5 separate regions of the Mus musculus genome follow, and regions 1, 2, 3 and 4 are each linked to region 5. The links are chromatin contacts, called in public HiChIP or PLAC-seq and promoter capture Hi-C maps. All regions are on one chromosome and are shown on one strand. Each heading gives the region's core, a stretch centred on a gene start, on an enhancer-like site or on the middle of the called end of the contact. The rest is flanking DNA. Distances are from core to core; before and after follow the strand shown.

Region 1 (4,091 bases), core at 446-2,945, 2.5 Mb before region 5:
CTCCTACTCCAGGAATAGCTAGAAACCTCCAGGCTAGAGTGCCACACACACCGCTCCTGATTGGCCAGGCCTGGCTCCTCCCATTGCCAAGCACGACCCCACCCCGTGGCAGCTCCCACTACCATCCCCAGGCTTCATGGTTCCCCTGTGCCATCCCAGTATCTTCAGTCAGAGACCCCAGACTTCTGTCTGTCCCCAGCGGGCAGTTCAGGAAACAGGCTTAATGGAAGGGAGGCGTGGCTTGTCCGTGGACTCAAACCGTTAGGTCAGAAGACAGGAGGCCAGAATCCTAGAGTCGCCCCCATTAACCCTGACACCTCCAGCATTCAAAGCTCCCCTGGGTCTGGCCACAGCTCCCAGACAGACCACCGTCTTACTACCCTGTCTTGCGCATGCCCCGTGCTCCAGACACTTGGAGCACTCCAGGTCCCAGGCCCACGCCCCACTTTCCCACCTTTGCCTGAGCAGTGCCCTCAGCCAGGACTACGGTTCCCCCGGTCAGGCCCGTCACGGTCCTGCTCTGAGAACGCCATGGTCAGAACAGCGTATCAGGTGCCAGTGCGAATGTCGGGTCCACACTTACTGGCTGGGGGGCCTCGAGCAAGCCATGTGACCTCTCTGAGCCTCAGTTTCCTCATCTGTGAAATGGGAATAAGAACTGGTAACTCCTGGGGCGACTGGAAAGATGCATGCATTTGTGAAAAGGAGAGCCGAAGGCTTGAAAGTACTATATCAGAAATCCTAAGCCTTCGGGTTACTCCGTTCAATGCCCGCCCCTGCACAAGCCTGTCCCAGAAACAATCCTCCCCCTCTTGACCCCAAGCCGGGGACTTCCCTTATATTACGAAACATGCTCCGGAGCTACGCAAAGCATCGCCTGCCTACACACTTTTCAAGGCAACGCCTGGTAGGTGCTCTTGCTCCCCATTTCACAGATGAGGAGACTGAGGGATCAGAGAGGCAACGCGCCTCGCAGGGAGCAGGAGCAAGCGGGGGAGGGGGGAATCTTGTAGTGTTTGTTTACAGGGCGGAGCCTGAAAGGGTCTCCCGGGAGGGTCCCCTTGTAGCCTGTGCGTGCGCCAGACATCTAGTTCGGCTCGGAGTGGCCAGGCCTGGTGGGGAGCTGCTGACTCCGCTGGGGAGGTGGCAGCCCAGAAGCCTAGACTCAGCTCCAAGGCTGGACCTGCGGAGGCTGAGCTCTGGGCTGAGGGTGAGGGCCGCACCCTGAGCTCGCTCTGGGGCTTCTCCAGGTGACGGGAGCAGGGTACCCCCGAGTGCCTCGTGAGAGGCTCAGCCCCGCTCCCCATCTTCTGCCGCTGCACCCTAGGGTCAAGCATCCTATCCTGACCCCGGCTCTGCAGGGGAGGGGTGCGGGGCCGCGGCAGGGTCGCCCCATCTCCAACACGAGAGGCCCAAAGAATCCCGCTAGATCTCGGGGTGCAGTTAGCAAGCAGAGTGGGTCTCGGGGAGCCCTGGGGCTCCCCCCTTATCAGCGGCTCCCCACTGCCGAGGCGCAAGCACAAGCCCCCTCCCGCTCTGCTGCCCGCCCCCGCGCAGCACCGGCTCACCTCCGCCGGGGAGCGCCCGGCCCCCCGCGGCCCCCGCACCCCGTCACATGGCGCCGGGAGCCGAGAACCGGGGTCCGCGCCGCTCTGGCCGCCCAGGCCCCGCCGCAGCTCCAGCCCGCCGGGTCCTAGCGCCGGCGCTCGCAGTCCCGTTAGGGCCGAGCGAGAGGGCGGAGCCTCAGGCTGCGGATGGCCCCGCCCCAGGGAGGTGCCAGAGAGGAGAGACGCTCTCCCACAGCACCCTCGTGCCCCGCGCCCCATCCCAAATCTCATCCATTTCTCTCTCTCCAAATGGACACCAGGACCTCGGATGGGGAATCCGAAACGCGGAGATCACTGGGTTCGAACTCTGGTTATTAATTACCTGGACTCCCCCTCGTAGAGACCCAGTAACCATCCCCTAGGCAGCTTGGTACTTCATCTCCTTATCTCCGGAAAATGGAGAGAGCAACGTTTGAAAACGTAGCTTTTGATGGGCCTGGTAGCTTAGAGGCCTGCACCCTACTTAGGAGATAGAAGAGGGCGGAAGACTGTTGCAAGTTCAAGGCCAGCCTGATAGACATAGTGAGTACCGGGCCGGCCAGGGGTACATGGAGAGATCTTGGCTCAACTCTCTTCATCCTACCCTCAAATATTCGTTGCACTATTTTATGTGACTAAAAGGAAGCAATCTGGACCCAACCAACTGGATGGCTCAGCAGTTACAAATACTGGCAACTCTTCTAGAGGACCTGGGGTCCACTCCCAGCACAGTCCTAGGAGGATCTGTCGCCCTCTTCTGGCATCCATGGGTACTGCACATATATGTGGTACACAGACATGTGGAAGCAAAACATCCATACACATAAAATAAAATGAAAAATTAAAGAAAAATGCAACCTGAGGGCTAGGGAGATAGTCAATATGTCAGACTCGATGCCGTGTTCTGCTTCTGTCTTTCGAAACAGGGTTTCTTGGTGTAGCCCTGGCTGTCCTGAAACTTGCTCTCTAGACCAAGCTGGCATTGAACTCACAGAGATCCCTCTGCCTCCCCAAGTGGTGGGATTAAAGCCGTGTGCTACCCCCGCCCAGCGACGTCACGTGTTTGTAATCCCCATTCTGGGGGTGGGAAGAACAGGAGACCCCTCCAGCTAGCTTACCCTTTCTGGGCCTCCCAGGTCAAGGAAAGAACATTGGAGGCTGACCTTTGGCCTCCAGACATCCAGGGATGTGCATGTATGGACACAGGGATGTGCATATGTAGCCTGTTAGAAAGCTGGTTACATAAACAAAGACTGCCTACCCATAGTGTTCTAAGAGGCTGGGAACGAGGGTTAACGTGCATGCCTGAGAGGGTGATGGGGAGATTTAGGAAGAGAAAGCATGTTTAAAGAGTTCTGTTTTGTAATTACTTAGGAAAACATCATAGTAAAACTTTCCATTCCCCACCCTAGGTACCTATTAGGTCCTGCAGATGTACACAGTGAAGGTCACAGCTGGACAGTTTGAAACACAAGAGTAGAAATAGTCCAGATATCTACTAACAGGAGAATGGAAAGTTTGTTTGTTTGGTTTGATTTGGTTTTCTTTCTTTCTTTCTTTCTTTCTTTCTTTCTTTCTTTCTTTCTTTCTTTTTTTTCTTCGAGATAGGGTTTCTCTGTGTAGCCCTGGCTGTCCTGGATCTCTCTCTGTAGACCAAGCTGGCCTTGAACTCAGAAATCCGCCTGCCTCTGCCTCCCAAGTGATTGATTTGGTTTTCAAGACAAAGGTTCTTCTGGGTAGCCTTAGCTGTCTTGGGACTCGATTTGTAGACCTGGCTGGCCTTAAACTCAGATCCACCTCTGCTGTGCTGGGATTAAAGGCATTTGTCATCACCACCTGGCAAGGGTTTTTGTTTTTGTTTTTTGTTTGTTTGTTTTTCGAGACAGGGTTTCTCTGTGTAGCCCTGGCTGTTCTGGAACTCACTCTGCAGACCAGGCTAGCCTTGAACTCAGAAATTCACCGGCCTCTGCCTCCCAAGTGCTGGGATTAAAGGTGTGTGCCACCATGCCCGGCTTGTTTTTGTTTTTTTAAGGAATATTTACACTGTGGACTATTACACGGCAGGGGCAATGATAAGCTATAGGAACGCTGGTGAATCTTGGAGACCCAAGGAGTGAAAATAACAAATGTAGCCTGGCAGAGGCACGCCTGTGATCCCAGCACACGGCTAGGGGAGTGGATGTAGTAGAGTCAAGGCTATCTTCTGCTAAATACCAAGTTCAAAGACAGCCAAATGAAATGGAAACCCTGGTTTTCTTCGGCTCCTTTTCCGAGGCCCCGCCTCCCGCTCTCACCCCGCCCCCTCCTTCATCCTGTCCCCTGCTTGTAGATTAGGATGTGGGTCTCAGCTTCTGCTCCAACACCATGCCAGCCGCTATGCTCCCCACCATGATGATAATGGACTAAGCGTCTATAACTATAAACAAACTATAACCCACAATTCAATGCTTTCTTTTCTAAGAGTTGCCTTGGTTGTGGTGTCCCTTCACAGAAATAGAACACTAA
Region 2 (4,329 bases), core at 136-2,635, 2.3 Mb before region 5:
AAATCAATGGCCCCTTTGGTCCTGCCCAGGGCCAGAGGACTTCAGTCCAGCTTCAGGTCAGATGTTCAGAAGCAGATCCTGAGTAGGCCACCTGGGGGGCGGGAAACGGCACAGTATAGCATCTGGGATCCATCACTACCTTCAATTGATGTCGGCCAGGCCCCAGTGAGGGAGGAAAGGGCTTTCTCCAGGACTAAGCTCGAATCAACTGGGGGAGGGAGAGCCCTGAAGCCGGGCCACTAGGTTCCCCTGCTCAAGGTTATGGCCAGGGACAGAGGGATGCCTTCTCAAGGGAGGATGACTTAAGGAGAAGGTAGAAACTTGCTTCTGCCCAAAGTAACTGGAGTACACAGGGCAGTGTGGAGACACACCCACTTTCCCCAAGGGCTCCTGCTCCCCCAAGTGATCCCCTTATCCTCCGTGCTAAGATGACACCGAGGTTGCAGTCCTTACCTTTGAAAGCAGCCACAAGGGCGTGGGGGTGCACACCTTTAATCCCAGCACTCGGGAGGCAGAGGCAGGCAGATTTCTGAGTTCGAGACCAGCCTGGTCTACAAAGTGAATTCCAGGACAGCCAGGGCTATACAGAGAAACCCTGTCTTGAAAAAAAAAGAGAAAGAAAAAAGAAAAAAAAAAATGAAAGCAGCCACATCTAAGGACTACGTGGCACAGGAGAGGGTGAGTCCCTGAGAGTTCAGCTGCTGCCCTGTCTGTTCCTGTAAATGGCAGTGGGGTCATGGGAAAGTGAAGGGGCTCAAGGTATTGGACACTTCCAGGATAATCTTTTGGACGCCTCACCCTGTGCCAGGACCAAGGCTGAGCTTGGCAGGCTCAGAACAGGGTGTCCTGTTCTTCCCTGTCTAAAACATTCACTCTCAGCTTGCTCACCCTTCCCCAGACAAGGAAGCTGCACAGGGTCTGGTGTTCAGATGGCTTTGGCTTACAGCAGGTGTGGGTGTGGGGTAGGAGGCAGGGGGTAGGGGTGGGGGAAGCCTGTACTATACTCACTATCCTGTTTCTGACCCTCTAGGACTCCTACAGGGTTATGGGAGTGGACAGGCAGTCCAGATCTGAGCTGCTGACCCACAAGCAGTGCCCTGTGCCTGCCAGAATCCAAAGCCCTGGGAATGTCCCTCTGGTCCCCCTCTGTCCCCTGCAGCCCTTCCTGTTGCTCAACCTTGCACAGTTCCGACCTGGGGGAGAGAGGGACAGAAATCTTGCCAAGTATTTCAACAGAATGTACTGGCAATTACTTCATGGCTTCCTGGACTTGGTAAAGGATGGACTACCCCGCCCAACAGGGGGGCTGGCAGCCAGGTAGGCCCATAAAAAGCCCGCTGGGGAGTCCTCCTCACTCTCTGCTCTTCCTCCTCCAGCACACATCAGACCTAGTAGCTGTGGAAACCATGGCCCTGAGTGTCATGTGTCTGGGCCTTGCCCTGCTTGGGGTCCTGCAGAGCCAGGCCCAGGACTCAACTCAGAACTTGATCCCTGCCCCATCTCTGCTCACTGTCCCCCTGCAGCCAGACTTCCGGAGCGATCAGGTAGGACCCTGAAGGGCTGCTGCAGGAGAGGCTGGGGAAACAGGGCAGATGGGAGGAGAAGCCAAAGGTTTCACGGGCAGCGCTGGGTAGGATGGCTAGGACTCTGGGAGGCCAGTGTCCAGGCTTCTACACATGATCATTCTGTGTCCTAGGGGATGCCACATCTCATGCTGCTCAGATAGCCACTCTGACAGTAACCCCTTGCCCAAAACCACCCCATCCTGCTAACTCAGGGTTAACTCCATCTAGGATCTTGTCTAGCCTTGGAAGAGGCTAACTCCTGCCAGTATCTCTAGACAGACAGAGTCTGGGGCTCTGCTGCCCTCCAGCTGGGGTGCCTGAAGGTACCCAGAGGAACAGAGCAGGAGGAGCGGCCTGCGAGGCCATCCCTGGCTCTACCTCTCATTTCTTGCAGTTCCGGGGCAGGTGGTACGTTGTGGGCCTGGCAGGCAATGCGGTCCAGAAAAAAACAGAAGGCAGCTTTACGATGTACAGCACCATCTATGAGCTACAAGAGAACAATAGCTACAATGTCACCTCCATCCTGGTCAGGTGAAGCCCTGTCACAGCCCGGAACTGGGTGGTTTCTTGCTCTTTTCTTCTCCCATTCCTGACTTCTGTCAAAGTGAGAAGGACACACAAGCCACAGAAAACAAGAGGGAGAAGCTAGGGAGATGCCACATAAGCAGGAGATTCTGAGTTCGGTTCCCAGGAATAAGCATCAAGGAGCCGGGTGTGGTACCTAGTCCTGGGGAGGAGGGGTCAGGAGCCCTAGGACTTGCTGGGCAGCCAATGTAATCCAATCATTGAGCTCACCTTCTCTCAAAATTTAGGTGGAAGGACTGGGGAGAAGGCTCAGTGGTTAGGAGCACTGGTTACTCCTCTGTTGAGTGGAATAGCCCCGGGGCATTTCACCCTGTGCCAAGGCTTGGTCAGGGGCTTCTGCAAGGAGAACTGTGGCTTAATTGGAGCAAGGGAGAGTGGAAAGAATAGTGAAGGAGAGGGCAGGCAGTCAGTGGGGGAGGTGTGTGGGGGATGGAGGGTTGCGCCTGCAGAGGAGAGCCAGGGCCACCACCTGCATATGATAACTGCCTCTGGCAGATAGGTGGGCTGGAGTTGGAGCAAAATATCTGAGGAGCAAAGGGCAGGTGAATGGCAGGTTTGGGGGTGGGGGCTCAGCTATTTGTGGCAGGGGATTGAACGGGACTTAGGGAAATTTCACATTTGGTTAAAGGGTTGGGGGCATAGTGCTTAACTTGTAGTAGGCTGGCTGCTCAGGATTAACCAAGAGAGGCCGTAGAGATGGAGCAGAGAAAGAATGGGGAGAAAGGTCTTAGCAGGACCAGGCAGGGCAGACTCAAAAGGCCTAGGTGCATCTAAGATGGGTGGGCGGGGCCTCCTGCCAGGTTTGGTGGCAGGCTATTATGGGTTGGAGGAACAGGGGTGGGCGACATCAGAATGCTAGTCCCACCTGCTCTAGTCCAAAGGACACTCCAGCCTATGTCATATCCCTGTTCACTCTCATCTCTCTCCCACAGGGACCAGGACCAGGGCTGTCGCTACTGGATCAGAACATTTGTTCCAAGCTCCAGGGCTGGCCAGTTCACTCTGGGAAATATGCACAGTGAGTCCTGAATCCGGTGGGGTCCTTGTCCCTCCACTCATATTTTATTATGGGGAAAGCCACTCTGAAAGCTGGGGAGAACTCTTAGTTTGGACAGACAGAACCCATCCCTTGTTCTCCACGCCTTCAGGGTATCCTCAGGTACAGAGCTACAATGTGCAAGTGGCCACCACGGACTACAACCAGTTCGCCATGGTATTTTTCCGAAAGACTTCTGAAAACAAGCAATACTTCAAAATTACCCTGTATGGTGAGTTCTTGCGTGACCCTTAGGGATTCAACTTCAGGTTACACCCCAGTCTCAGCTTCAGCCCCCTTCAAGGAGTGGTCTTCTGCAGACCTCCACAGATAACAAGTCTGAGGGAGGGTTTGTTTGCTAGTCCAGTCAAACCTATGGAGTGACCTGTGGCTGCTCTCTGGCAATCTTGGTTGCAGGAAGAACCAAGGAGCTGTCCCCTGAACTGAAGGAACGTTTCACCCGCTTTGCCAAGTCTCTGGGCCTCAAGGACGACAACATCATCTTCTCTGTCCCCACCGGTAATGGCCAGTTGAGGAGACAGGGAAGGGATGTGGGAACTGTCCAAGCTGGTACTGACCTGCCAGGGGAAGGAAAGACTTAATCCCCTGCTCTAGCCATCGGGATCCACTTTGAGGTCTGGGAGACTCTGTGACAGTCCTCAGCGATCTCAGTCAGGACTTGCCCTGATGAGGAGTCCAGATTCCTGTCCAAGCTTCCTCATTCTTGTCACCCCAAGCCTCCCACCTCTTCCAAGGGCTAGTTCCTCTCCAAACCCTGAACCTTGGGCCTGGTCCTGGGCCTACCCCTATCCCATAGCTTGAGAGACATTTTGCTTTCAAGTGACTTGGGTAGAAGACTCTGGGCTACACAGAGCCATCCGGTGAGAGGCTAGGTAGCCACCACTCCCCCACAGCAACCCTTGATGCCTCTCTTTCACACTGTCGGCTCCACAGAGGTCGCTCTGCTGCCCCAGCCATCAAAAAAGGCCCAGGCAGCCGAGATCACCCACATGTCTCCCTCTGCTCTGTTCTGATGAGCTTTCTCTCCTACAGACCAATGCATTGACAACTGAATGGGTGGTGAGTGTGGCTGACTGGGATGCGCAGAGACCCAATGGTTCAGGCGCTGCCTGTCTGTCTGCC
Region 3 (4,138 bases), core at 86-2,585, 2.4 Mb before region 5:
CTTGATAGCATCCCCAAGCGTGGATATGTATCATAACAAGAGACCCACCATATTGTCTCTGTATTGTTGAATACTGCCTGGGCCTTGTGAGTGCTGGAAACCATCCTTTTTGATTTCTGAGGCCCTGGCTGACCTCACCAAGCTGCCCTCCCCCCTTCTTCTGCCTTCTGAGAACTCTAGGTCTTTTAAAGAGGTCTTTATTTTTTGATCATGCATTTGTGCCTGTGAGTCCAGGTGTACTTTCATCCAAGCCCTGGATCTCCAATCTAACTCCTAACACAACTTAAGCAGCAATGGCGTTCCGTTCCAGGGACTTTTGCTGGGTCTCCTGGAGCTGGAGTTACAGATGGTTGTAGCTGGCCATGTGGGTGCTGGAACTTGAACCCCAGTCCTCTGGAGAATCAGCCAGTTCTCTTCATCACCGAAGGTCAGCCCACCTAACTTTCCTCTCTGAAGGATACCAAGTACTGCAAGATGCCCCTTTCCAAGCACAGTGTACTTTAAAACAATAACTAACAAAATTTCCCACATTAAAGAGAGAGGCAGAGAGAGAGAGAGAGAGAGAGAGAGAGAGAGAGAGACTTGAGATGTTAATAAACTCCACCGGCGACTGCTACACCCAGGAACCTGCTGGCTAACCAGGAGGACAAACACAAAATAAAGCCTCACTGTGCGGCAGTTCAGAGGCTGAGAAACAGCCTTCTCCCCGAGTCTTAGCCTCCTCATCTATAAAATGTAGACACCATCTGCAAGCACCATAGTGTAGATTTCGTGAGATTAGAGCTAGCTAAACATCCAGACGCTGGCACACAGACGCTGATTAAGTCGCGTTAGGAAACTGGCTTAGAGATCCAGAGCAAAATGAAGGTGAGCGGGGTGGGGGTGGGGCACACATACCAAGAGAATCACCCAAGTGGTGTAGTAGGTGAAGATGATCAAGCTAACGGCGACAAGGCCAAATCCTACTGCTTGGTCTGTCCCGGTGGCCTGGAGAAAAATAAAGGCTCAGCAGGCGAGATGGCTCGTGTACAAGCACTAACGGAGGGTCGGAGCAGCCGGTTTACACTCCAAACCTCTCATTCATTTAGAACCACGGAGGGCTTACTAGAAGTGGCTCTCGGGTTTAGAAAGCCACGTCAGGCCTCGTGTCACCTGTCTGCAAGCGGTGGAGAGAGCGATCTGGGTTTGGAGAGCCCAACTCCATCTCCCAAGGAGACTCTTACTCAGAGCCCCGACCCCTGGTACCCTCAAATCACACATGTACTCCACCCCAGGCTCACCATCTCTCCAGCGTTCCGCCGGAGCAACAAAATACATCCGGTTCCTGGTTTAGGCCTTTCCGGCTTGTAAATCACGTGACACGCGGAGACTCGTCTGAGCTGACGTGCGGGCACTTTTCCCCGCCCTCCAGTGCATGTCGGGAAATGTAGTTTCTGCAGGGAACTGTAGGGCCGGGAGCTCAGACTTTCAGGTTTTTGTGGCTACATCCCTGTCAGACCCTTCCCAAACAATAATCATTTAAACATTATCCTACAGTCCCAAGCCAGAGTGAGATGTACCCCAGAGTTGGAAGTCCCGGAAAGGGATAGATCATAATGAGTTGGTTGTTGAAGCAGACATCAGAATTCAAAGGCTCTACATTCTGGCCTTGAAACTGTTAATGGAAGAGTCTGTATAGAATGACCACCACTGGCCTGGCCTATGAGAATTTCCACTGGTTGGCTTCCTAGGGAACTTTCTAGGCTTCCCTTCATTGTCCACTGCCAGAGGTTTCAGAATGGCCCTCTTAGAACCAAGGGGCGCTGGGCCAAATTATCTTTCATGCTTTTCTTCTGTTTCTCACCCAGAACACTACTCTCATGGCATATGGGGCTAGCTGCTGTAGATCCATTCTTCTCCAAATGCTACACCATGCAGGTTATCCATTTCTGCAACCAGAGGCAACAGCTCCCTCTTTGTGCCCTGACAGGTATTTTTAACCAGTTTCTTCGATGATTAGGACCAAAAGTGGGGCTTTAAGATCCCCGAATTGATGCTGGGCATGGTGGTGCATTTCTGTAGTCCCAACACTCTGGAGGCATGAGGAGTAGTAGGTCTCCTTAAACCTCATGGCTAAAGGAAACCTTATAAATACCAAATAAAAACGTTTTATTCTTTCCCCAAAACCAGAGTGAGACACCGTCTCAAACAAGAAGAGGTTCAGGAGTAACAGGTGTTCTCCGACCTTTGTCAAGTGCCCATTCATATTCATACAAACATGTGTGGACATATATGTAATATGTATGTGTGTGTTTGTGGTGAGCATTATGACTGGGGTCAGACTGGAGAACACTAACCTACTTTCCCCAGCATGTCATCTTACACATACATGGCTAACTCCTGTTAGCAGCCCCCAAGTCAACACGGTGATGAGAATGAAAAGAAACACCAACAAAAAGCAGTAACAAAAACATCGGCATTTAATTCCACCCCCAAACCAAACATTGACACTAGGCTGATTTCCCCATATGACATAATTTTCTATTATAAGCTGAGACAGATATGAACAGCCCACGGAATGGGGTGCAGTGGTAACCTGGTTAGAAAGGAATAACACAAAAGCAAATTCTCCCCACAGAAGAAGATGGGCCTGCTCATCCTGCCAGACCACGTGGTCAGCTGTAGGGTAACCAGAAAAGAACCCTAAAAATATTGCAGATCTTTTATATCTCTCTAATAGAAACATTAAACTGTCTTACAGGTCCCAAACTGGCATTGCATAGACCAATTCCTTTTCAAAAATACCTCTAATATATCCTCTATCTTTGTATATAGAATTTGAAGTCCAGGTGCTCTGGGCACCCGTGGGGATCACTGAGCGCAGGAGGAAAGGCTCTTAGCCTCTGGCTGCCACCAGTGTTCATTTGGTTGTGGTCATGTTTTCAGCTAAGTTATCCTGGCCCAGTGCCTGGAAGCAGAGGATGTGGCAGCTCTCGTCTACTGGAGTGGCCATCCAGTCCCAGACCTTGGCTTGAGTTAGGCAGGGGCTCTTGGTTTGGGGCAGTCTTCCTGACAGTACCAACTGCTTGGTTTGGAGCCCTGGAATTTAGAACTAGACCAAAACAATGCTGACTGGGGAAGGTAGTAGACAAGCACACTAGGGCTCTGTCCATCTTCTGGTGGTCACCTCACCTAGGAACAGAGCTGCCAGAGTCCCTTAAAGTGCCAGGCACCTGCTGGGCAGGATGGAATCTGAGCTGCCGGAACCTTCTCTAGCCATGTTCTGCCTTGCCTTGGCAGCATCTTCTAACATTCATCTGCTGATTAAAACAACGGCTACAGAACCTATAGAAATGATCTGGTCCTGACACCAGGCAGCTCTAAGACCACAGCCCCAACTTTTGCTAGCTGAGGAAGACACAAACTAGGCAAGGACCTTCCCAACCTGGGGAGTCCAGCCATCCCCACCCACAGAAACAATGTCCCATACTCGCCTATCCCCAGCCCTGCTGGGGTGCAGGTGGAATGGGGAACAGAGGCACCTATCTCCCCTTGTTGGGGTGGAAGGAATACAAGAACTGTGAACTCAGGAGGAAAAACACCTTAAGGGGCCAAGGAAACACCAGCCTGCTGGGTTGATACAAAGTGAGTGAAACTTAAGGGGGTGGGAATTTATCCAGGGCTGAGCTGGCAGCCTATACTCTCCTTAAGCAAATTATAGGACAGAAAGTGCTGGGGTTGGGGAGGTACCAAGAGGGTGAGTAGTAGGGGGAAGACTCCCCAGGGAAAGCACACCCCTTGCCCAGGAGGGCTGAGGCTCGTCTGGCAGGAAGCCAGCTCCAGTTCACCCAGTCACAGGCCACCTGGCTGACTCTCTAGCCTGGAACCCAGCCCAGGCCGGCTGACATGAGAGCAGGGGAAAAGGCCTTTGCTTACCCAGCACGGCTGGGCCTCGTCCTTCCTTTCCTGCAGGAAGGCCAGCTGCTCAGGACCCAGCCCTGGGCAGATGGAACCATGATGCTCAGGCCCTTCTAGGCTCCGGTCTTGGGTCTGAGTTTGGGGTTAATTAGAGGGAAGGGGTAGTGCCACGTTCCAGCCGGGCGACTGTACCCTAGGTCTGGTTGCACAGCAGACAGCACCCAGGAGGTCTGGAGAAGGG
Region 4 (4,073 bases), core at 283-2,782, 2.2 Mb before region 5:
GAATAGCGGCTCTGGATGAGGGGTATTGGGGCTGGTGTTTCAGCTCCTGGATTTCTGATGTGGTTGGCATGGTTGTTAATGAGGGTCAATGCACACCAGGTCTGGGCTGGGCCTCACACAGACATTCTATTTTGTCATTGTGCCAACTCTACAGATTAGATAGCTATGACCCAGAAATGACCCAGAGGTAAGGTCTGGGTGGTTCTCCCCTAACTGGAAATCCCTTCTCACTGGGCTCATGGTCCACACACTTCTAGTCTCTGTTCCAGCATTATTATCCTGTATGAGTTAACAACACAAGCCCTGCCCCAGCCCTGCTCTCCACTCATCACCCCCGGAAAGAGTCATATTTATTGGCATATGACCCCTCCCTTTTCCACTTGACTTTGAGCCACTTGTAGGTGGCTTGTCACTGCCTTGTCTCTGGGGTCTAGCGGGAGCTAGCCTGCTCAGCAACCACACATTCAGTGGGTGAAAAAAATGGATAGTCTCTAATGCCTAGGGCACTTCCCTAGTCTCAGAACATAGAAGTGACCCGATAACCCTCTCTTTCTTGGCTTCTTTGTCAGGAGTCCTAACTAGGTCCTTCTTGATGCAAAAGTGAGTAGCCGAACCTAGATCCAACTATCTGTCTGTGTGAAAAGGACAGGCAAGTATGGCTGCAAGAACCCCTGGTTTGAATAGCACTATTTGCCACTCTGGGCCTGGCGCTCATCCTCTTGGAGCCTTAGAGTTCAAGACAAGAACTTTTGCCTCTCCTCGGCAGCACTTCCTAGGTATTGGGGCCTTTGCACTTCCTGTCCACTCCATCAGGGTGTCGGGCCCCTTCTTATCAGTTAGGTTCCCTTTCAAAGGTAATTTCTTTGGAAAACCTTTGCCCCCTTCTGGCTAATGTGACTTTCCAAGCCCTGTTGGTTTTCTCTGTTTCTTCTAGTACAAACGCTCTTCTGTGTCCCGTCTATCCCACCACCTGTAAGATCTCTGAGTGTAAAGTCCCTAGCTGTTCTGCCGAGTTTTGTGTCTGTAAACTTAGGAAGGGGTCTAGCTTATCATGGGCTCCTGGTAATTTGTTGAATCAATGGTTTTTCTTTCTTCCTCCTAGAACCAGAAACACTGAGGCCCCAGGATAGGAAGGAATATGCTGCAGATTTTTGATTAGTGTCAGAACCTAGACTAGAAAGGCTAAGTGGACTAGGGTTGACTTTGGTCAGCTGACTGCAGCAGCCTGTGGGTGCCAGATCTTCCCTCTAAGGCCTCAGTTTCTCCACTGGGAATAACTGCTGAAATGAAGTAATCATGACCACCACATACTAGCCCATTTCTAGAGTTAGCACCCCTAGCCATCACCAAAAGTATTATCTTCGGTGCAGCATCCGTATCCCAGAAACACAGGTAAGTCTCCCGAAAGCCGCAGAAGAAGAAAACGACAACACCCATGGCGCCCCGCGTTGCGTCTGCGCATAGTGACCAGTCCGCGAATCCCCGCGCGCCATCTAGCGGCGGCCTGGAGAAGCGCTCCGCTCGGATCCCCGAGGGGCGGGGGACCCGCGGCGCACGCAGTCGGGATATTCGGCTGCAGCCGCGAAGCCGGGGGCCAAGAGCCAGAGCAGGAGCGGCGGCCGGATCGCAGCCCGCCGGGCCCGCCGCAACCATGGGCAACCGCGGCATGGAAGACCTCATCCCGCTGGTTAACCGGTTACAGGACGCCTTCTCCGCCATCGGCCAGAACGCGGACCTCGACCTGCCGCAGATCGCCGTGGTAGGCGGCCAGAGCGCCGGCAAGAGCTCGGTGCTGGAGAATTTCGTGGGCAGGTAGGAGCGGCGCGGACACCCGCATCACGGTGCCCCGGGTCCCCACCCCGGGATCCGACGGTCTGGGCGCTGCTCTAGCGGACCGAGCGCCCCCGCCCCCCGCTTGAGTCCTGGGGTCCGCAGCGCCCCCGCCAGCCCGCGGATATCAGTGGAGTCCCCCCACTCACGCCCCCTCGTTCACCCCATCGTCTGTAGAGCGACCTCGGCAGAGAGCTGTCCTTGATCGCCAATACCCTCACCGAGGGGGCCCACATTACTCAGCGCCTCACTGGGAGCTGAGAGCACCCAGAGGGCAATATCCCCTTCCTGGGCTCCTTGGAACCCGCTCTGACCCCATGGGAATTCCTGGTCGTGACAGGGGACAGCCCCCTCCCCCAGTCCCTAGAAAAGGACACAGCCCCATAGGCATCGGAGACCAGGCACAACCCCCCCACCCCGCACACGCACAGGCGCGCGCGCGCGCGCGCGCACACACACACACACACACACACACACACACACACACACACACACACACACACCTCTGCGGCTCCCGCCGCCATCCGTGCGCAGAGAGGCAGAGGGGGAGGCGCGGGCTGCGGTGCGAGGAAAGGAAGGGGGGGGATGGCAGCGGGAGGAGAAGCGGCCTGTGAGCCTCTACGGAGCAGCCTGCCTTCGCTGCACCCCTTGGGAAGGGGCTGCTTGTCAGCGTCCTCCTCCCCTGGCCTGGCAGAAGGGTTGTGATGGAGAGAAAAGGCGGCAGAGGGCAGAGATGACTAAGTCCAGGAGGCAGGATGGCGAGGAGGGGGGTGGTGAGCCATTGCAGAACCTAATCCTCCTCTGGCCTCTGATCCCACAAGGCTCTGGGAAGGCCAGGTGGCAGAGTGGAGGAGAGCCTTAGAGACAAAGGGTCTTGGACTTAGAGGGGGCAAGCAGGGTCGTGACCCCCCTCCGCACCACCTCCCTAGGCTCCTTTGGAGCTAGGGAAGACAGAAGTGGCATTTCTGGTTCTTAGAAAGAGCAGCTCATTCTAAGCTCAGGTGCACTCTGGGAAGGGGACTGCCAGGACCAGAGAGGATGCACCAGTGCTAACCTTGACCCCTCACCCGCTAGGTGCAAGCTCTCATCTTTCTAGAAAGTCTTGCTTTCTTGCAATGACCTTCATGGCTAAGGAAATGACAGGCGTGAGGGAGAGGGAGGCGGCGGCGGCCCCTCCTTCCAGAGAGGAACAAGCATTCTGTGGGGTGACAGCTGGGTCTAAGCCAGGTGCTGCTGGAAAACCTTGGGCAAGTCACTTGCCTTTACCAAACCTCAGTGTAGTATGGACAGACTGGAGGGTTGATGCCACCACTTACACGTCCTGGGAAGCCACTGTGAACCCACCCCGGGGTGGGGGTGGGGTGGCGGGAGGAAGGGGGCCTGAGTGAGAACCATGTAGTGGTGAGATGTAGACGTGCCACAGTGGAAGTAGCTCTGTCTGTCTTGTCAGCAGAGAGGAGCAGCTGTCTCTGGATCATGTGACCCCAGAGCTGCAGATACAGGCAAGAAACCATATAGATGAGCCCCTTCCCGGGGGTCCAGCAGTCAGGGCTGTTGGGGATGGAGGAATGTCCAGCGCCCTGAAGACAGGGCCGTGGAGGGGTGTCGTGCACTTTACAGTGTGCATACCACAGCCCCATCTCCCATGCTCTGAGCATTTGCTGTTCTAAGCCAGACTGTGTGCTCTAGTTAGGGGGTGCAAACTGGAGCCCTTCCCTGCTTTGCTGTAGCCCCTGTGATGCAAACACAGTGGTGTCCACCCTATAGACGGGCAACTGAAATTAGATGCTTTTCTCAAGGTCACATATTCCCAAAGAGTGACACCTGTCAGACTCCATCTTGATCCTGCATTGGTCATGGGGACTGATTGGAGTGTAGACATCTGATTTCCCATTTGTAGAATGGGGACCCCTGGAAGCTTACCCGGACCTCCTAAACCAGTACAAAAGCCATTTGCTAAATCCATGGAAGAGAGACGCTTTGAGAGTCTAGAGACTGGGAACCTGTCCATGACGTTTTGCCCAGTGCAGTACCCAGCCCAGACCACAGCAGGTGATAGCCACAACTGTTGACCTGTCGAGAGGCCGCTGCTCCAGCCAGGAGGGCGTGGAAGATGCCCAGATGCAGGTCTGGGACGGAGGAGGAGCAAGCGGGCAGGCTTGTTAGCCCTTAAAAGCTAGTGAAGAAGCCACAAAATGAGCAGCAGCAGTACTGAGGCTAGGGGTGGGGTCAGGCTCCAGCCA
Region 5 (3,974 bases), core at 1,242-3,741:
GGTTTAATGTTAACTCGACACAGGATAGAGTCATCTGAAAGAAGGGAACCTTCACTGAGAAAATGCCTGCATAAAAATTTAGATGTGGGCTGGAGAGATTCCTCAGTGGGTAAGAGCACTGACTGCTCTTCCGAAGGCCCTGAGTTCAAATCCCAACAACTACATGGTGGGTCACAACCATCCATAATGAAATCTGATGCCCTCTTCTAGGGTGTCTGAAGAATGACACCTATATGAAGTGTACTTACATATAATAAATAAATAAATCTTTAAAAAATACTTAGATGTATCAGCCCACTTGTTGTACACACCTTCAATCCCAGTGCATGGGAGGCAGAGGCAGGTGATCTCTGAGTTTAACCCCAGCCTGGCCTATAGTGTGAGACAGAGTTACACAGAGAAATCCTGCCTCAAACAAACAAAGATGAGCAAACAAGTGACCTCCATGACCTCTGCATGGACTCCAGCCTCCAGGCTTCTGCCATCTGAGTTCCTGCTCTGACCTCCTTCAAAGACTATGATGGACAAGTGTGTGCCCAATAAACTTTTTCCTCCACAACTTGCTTTTGGTCATGGTGTTTCCTCACAGCAATAGTGACCCTAAACTAAGACAGTCGTGCATGTAGAATTGTTTCAATACATTGCTGAGTTAGGATTGCCATACACAGGGTGTTATGTGACAATTTTTTCCTAGAAAGTTAACAACATGCATGTCTACTCACCCCGGATAGGGAATTCCGGACAGACCAAATATACCACCACAGTCCAGTTTGGTGAGCTAGTGAGTTTTATTGGTATTACTTACAGGAACAGAAATGACTCAAAGACAGTGGCATGACCAAGGCACATCTCTGCGAAGATGACAGTTCAGAAAAGCTGGAAACCTATAGCACAGAGCATAGTCTGCAGAGAGCTAAACAGACTGGGAAATGTACTTTCCACCTGACTGTGGTCTAAATCTCTCATAGGCAGCTCAGCTTGTTTCCTCTTCTTACATGTAGCTGGTCTGGTCTCAGTATCTTCTTTGCAGCTCAGCTTGACTAAGAACTCTCAACTTTTTATTCTTTTCTCTGGCAGGGAGGGTCTTAGTGAATCTGGTTAGTTTCAGGGACTTCCTGAACCTATTTTGAGTTATTTACCTTCCTACTTAAGGTATCTACTTTCTCTTTTCTTTTATTTTTTCTCCTTTTCTTGTTTTGTTTTTTGTTTTAGAGACATGGTTATTTTGTGTAGTTTTGGCTGTCATGGAACTAGCTTAAACTAACGGAATCTGCCTATCTCTGCTTCCTGAGTGCTAAGATTAAGGTGTATGTATAGTATTTTGTGTGTGTGTGTGCGCGCGCTCAATGATAGAATTCCTGTCTGCCACAGGACCTGGGTTTGAGCCTCCACATCCCCTCCCTTCTTTCTCTCTAACCTCACTCCAGGGCATTCCTTAAGCAAAAAGTGTTGTTAGTTTACCAGATGTGGAGGGCAGTAAGAAAAATGTTTAAGCCTACTGCCTGATTGTTTGAGCTTAGAATGACAGAGATGCAAAGAGCCCACACTGATTTCAACTGTGAACGTTCTGGACAGGAGACCAGAAGGAAACAATTTACTGAGGGACTGGGTAAGGAGAGAAGGTAGATGAAAAGTCTGGATGCCCTGATTGTGAGACTGCAGAAGGAACGAAGGGATTTGTGTTCGGAGGCTATGGTAGAAATCAAGAGAAGAAATGGTGATGGGGCCAGTGAGATGGCCCAGCATGTAAGGGTGCTTGGTACAAGCATGGTGAGGACTGAATTTGATCCCTGAAACCAACGTGGCTGGTGTAGAGAACCCTCTCCAGCCAACAGTGCTCTGATCTCCTGCACATGTGCATATGCATGCACACATATAAATAAATGGGAAAAAAATCTTAAAATGAAAAGGAAGTATAGACCAGAGAGCTTGTTCGGTTCCTACGTTTGTGGGGCTTACAACTACCTGTAACTTCAGCTTCATGGGCTCCGGGGCTATTGTCCTCAGCAGGCAGCTGCCGTCACGTGCATAAGCACATATACACTTATGTACATAATTAAAATAATATTTTTGAAAGATAAAATGATGGACAGTAGGGCACTATTGGAGGAAGAGAGAAACAACTGTTAAGAGATCCTTGGTGACTAGAAGAAAACGCAGTGGCCAAGAACAGCCTCACTCCTGCTATCTGACAGCTCCTGGGTGAATGGCCCTTTTCGTGAAGGAAAGAAGGAGGAGCACATTTTGAGGGGCAATGTGGTGGCTGCTTAGAGACCGCCCAAAAGACGTCGGGTTGGGCACCGGGTGAGTCAGCACTAACTAGGTAAGATGGAGTCAATCCTGTCCTGAACCTGCTCCTGCGAGTTAGCCCCTCGCTAGAAGGAACCCTGGAAGCTAACGTGGAGACTGGGGCCTCAGCTTGGGCAGGAGCAGCCCAGAGAACCCGGAACCTTCAGCCGCCTCCGCCCACGTTCGCGGCGGGACAAGACGAGAGAACCCCTCCTCTGCTGCTAAGGGGCGGCCCGGAAGTGACGCTTTGTTGACAGCACACCCGCAGCCACAGGCTCTCCAAGCCTTCGGAACAGGATCGGGGGGAGGGGCTGGGCCCGGAGCCAAGCAGCCGGCGGCCCGAGGGCAAGGGAACGGCCTCCGTCCGGGGCTCCGGTCGCAGCATTCCCGCCCTGCCCCGCCCCGCCCCGCCGACCCGGACCCGGACCGGATCCGACCTCCTGCGGCGCTTTGGCCGCCGATTCCCCCGGGCCGCAGCCTCCGCTTGTAAGCCTGCGAAGCATCCTGTCTCCCCGTTGAGGGCCGCCCCCTCCTAGGGTACGTCCTAAATGCCGAGCCAAGAGACGTACCTGCATCCTTTTCTTCACCCTGTCTCAGGGTCTAAGCATTGTCGCTGCGACTCCTTGCAGAGGTCCACCACAGGCTAGTGGTGGGATGGCGCTCGTCGCCTGCCACCCAGGTCTGAGGATTTTGCCTTGAAAATTGAGCTCTCTCTAGAATGAGAACGACGCTCGCCCTTGCAAAATGGGGGCTCAACGTAGGGCTTAGGAGGCCAGCCTCTGCCCCTCCTACCTGTTGGATGAGTTTAGGTCTTCTCCCAACCCCCGAAGCCGTGCTACTTAAAAGCTTAGGGATGGCTTGGCTCCTGGATCAGCTCCCAAAATGCGATGCCAAGGTACAAGATAGTGCAACAGGGTCGGAAAAGAGCGGGTGGGCTTGCTGAAGATCAATGGCTCCCATAGGTGAGGTGAAACTAAAACTGACCGCTCTGGCTAGCTCTGGGTAGATTTAGCTGCTCTTTAACCAGTCAAAGCTTCCCCGGGTTTGCTTGTGCCTTGTGTGTATGACAGAGACGGGAGGGGGAGCAGAGGGTTGGGGGTAGTGGTGCCTAATGCCTGGGAAAAGCTAACTCAATGATGTTTCTGACAGAATGGTTCTCTACAGGCTTCAAGTTAGAGTGACCGGTGGAGATAGCATTGAAAGGGGGGTCACAGAAGCTATGCTTTGACCAAGAGGTTCTTGTTAGGTATGAAGGGTCGATGTGCTTTGCCTTATTCAGTAAATAAACGTACAACATGTTTGATAGTAATAGGTGTCACGAAGCAGAGACTGGGACCTCTGTATAGAATGGTCAGGGAAGGTCTCTAATGAGGTTTCTGTCTGAGCAGAGATGAGTGAGGTAGAAAGTCATTACAGCTTTCTGGGGGCTCAGCATTCAGCAGCAGGCGCAAAGATCCTGTGGTGGCAAGAGAACCCGCTTGGGTCTGAATGAAGGAGGCAGAGTGGGTGGCAAGGAAATCAAGTGAGAAGAAATAACCGCAGGGAACATATTAGGGACTGGCTTGTGATGCAGGGTTGATTTGTAATTTTTGAAATGTTGGAGAAGAATCAATTGTCTGAGGTGACAAATGACCAATGTACTTCAGCCCTGTGTTTTAAGTGCCCTCTTGCTGTCTGTACTGAAC

What was found. Promoter capture Hi-C pulls out the DNA fragments that hold promoters and counts their contacts. HiChIP or PLAC-seq counts read pairs in DNA pulled down with a chosen protein or histone mark.
Region 1: a contact with region 5 is called in an H3K4me3 HiChIP or PLAC-seq map of embryonic forebrain, with 11 times the contacts expected there. The contact joins the promoter of St6galnac6 here to the promoter of Zer1 in region 5. A contact is called at or near these places in 1 of 39 promoter capture datasets (liver) and 1 of 115 datasets of contacts at active chromatin or transcription factors (embryonic forebrain).
Region 2: a promoter capture Hi-C map of pre-B cells shows a contact between it and region 5, with 2.8 times the contacts expected there. The contact joins the promoter of Lcn2 here to the promoter of Zer1 in region 5. A contact is called at or near these places in 3 of 39 promoter capture datasets (embryonic stem cells, liver and pre-B cells) and 2 of 115 datasets of contacts at active chromatin or transcription factors (double positive thymocytes and kidney).
Region 3: a contact with region 5 is called in a promoter capture Hi-C map of liver, with 3 times the contacts expected there. The contact joins the promoter of Dpm2 here to the promoter of Zer1 in region 5. A contact is called at or near these places in 2 of 39 promoter capture datasets (embryonic stem cells and liver).
Region 4: a promoter capture Hi-C map of hippocampal neurons shows a contact between it and region 5, with 3 times the contacts expected there. The contact joins the promoter of Dnm1 here to the promoter of Zer1 in region 5. A contact is called at or near these places in 4 of 39 promoter capture datasets (embryonic stem cells, hippocampal neurons, liver and 1 more), 1 of 115 datasets of contacts at active chromatin or transcription factors (thymic regulatory T cells) and 1 of 9 other capture datasets (pancreatic islet).

Annotation. Positions count from the first base shown.
Region 1 is chr2:32,604,589-32,608,679 of GRCm38.p6, reverse strand. It overlaps St6galnac6 (ST6 (alpha-N-acetyl-neuraminyl-2,3-beta-galactosyl-1,3)-N-acetylgalactosaminide alpha-2,6-sialyltransferase 6), which reads right to left and starts at 1,695. Exons shown (of 7, transcript NM_016973.3): 1 at 1,569-1,695; 2 at 584-638. The coding sequence starts at 609. It overlaps Gm52551 (a long non-coding RNA gene), which reads left to right and starts at 779. Exons shown (of 2, transcript XR_003954025.1): 1 at 779-907.
Region 2 is chr2:32,384,795-32,389,123 of GRCm38.p6, reverse strand. Lcn2 (lipocalin 2) reads left to right here and starts at 1,385. Exons shown (of 6, transcript NM_008491.1): 1 at 1,385-1,544; 2 at 1,960-2,096; 3 at 3,083-3,168; 4 at 3,299-3,418; 5 at 3,604-3,705; 6 at 4,240-4,329. The coding sequence starts at 1,407. The coding sequence ends at 4,259.
Region 3 is chr2:32,568,055-32,572,192 of GRCm38.p6, reverse strand. Dpm2 (dolichol-phosphate (beta-D) mannosyltransferase 2) reads right to left here and starts at 1,335. Exons shown (of 4, transcript NM_010073.2): 1 at 1,281-1,335; 2 at 898-987. The coding sequence starts at 1,283. It overlaps Fam102a (family with sequence similarity 102, member A), which reads right to left. Exons shown (of 11, transcript NM_153560.4): 11 at 2,443-4,138.
Region 4 is chr2:32,350,788-32,354,860 of GRCm38.p6, reverse strand. Dnm1 (dynamin 1) reads left to right here and starts at 1,532. Exons shown (of 23, transcript NM_001301737.1): 1 at 1,532-1,812. The coding sequence starts at 1,652.
Region 5 is chr2:30,123,128-30,127,101 of GRCm38.p6, reverse strand. Zer1 (zyg-11 related, cell cycle regulator) reads left to right here and starts at 2,491. Exons shown (of 16, transcript NM_001290503.1): 1 at 2,491-2,826.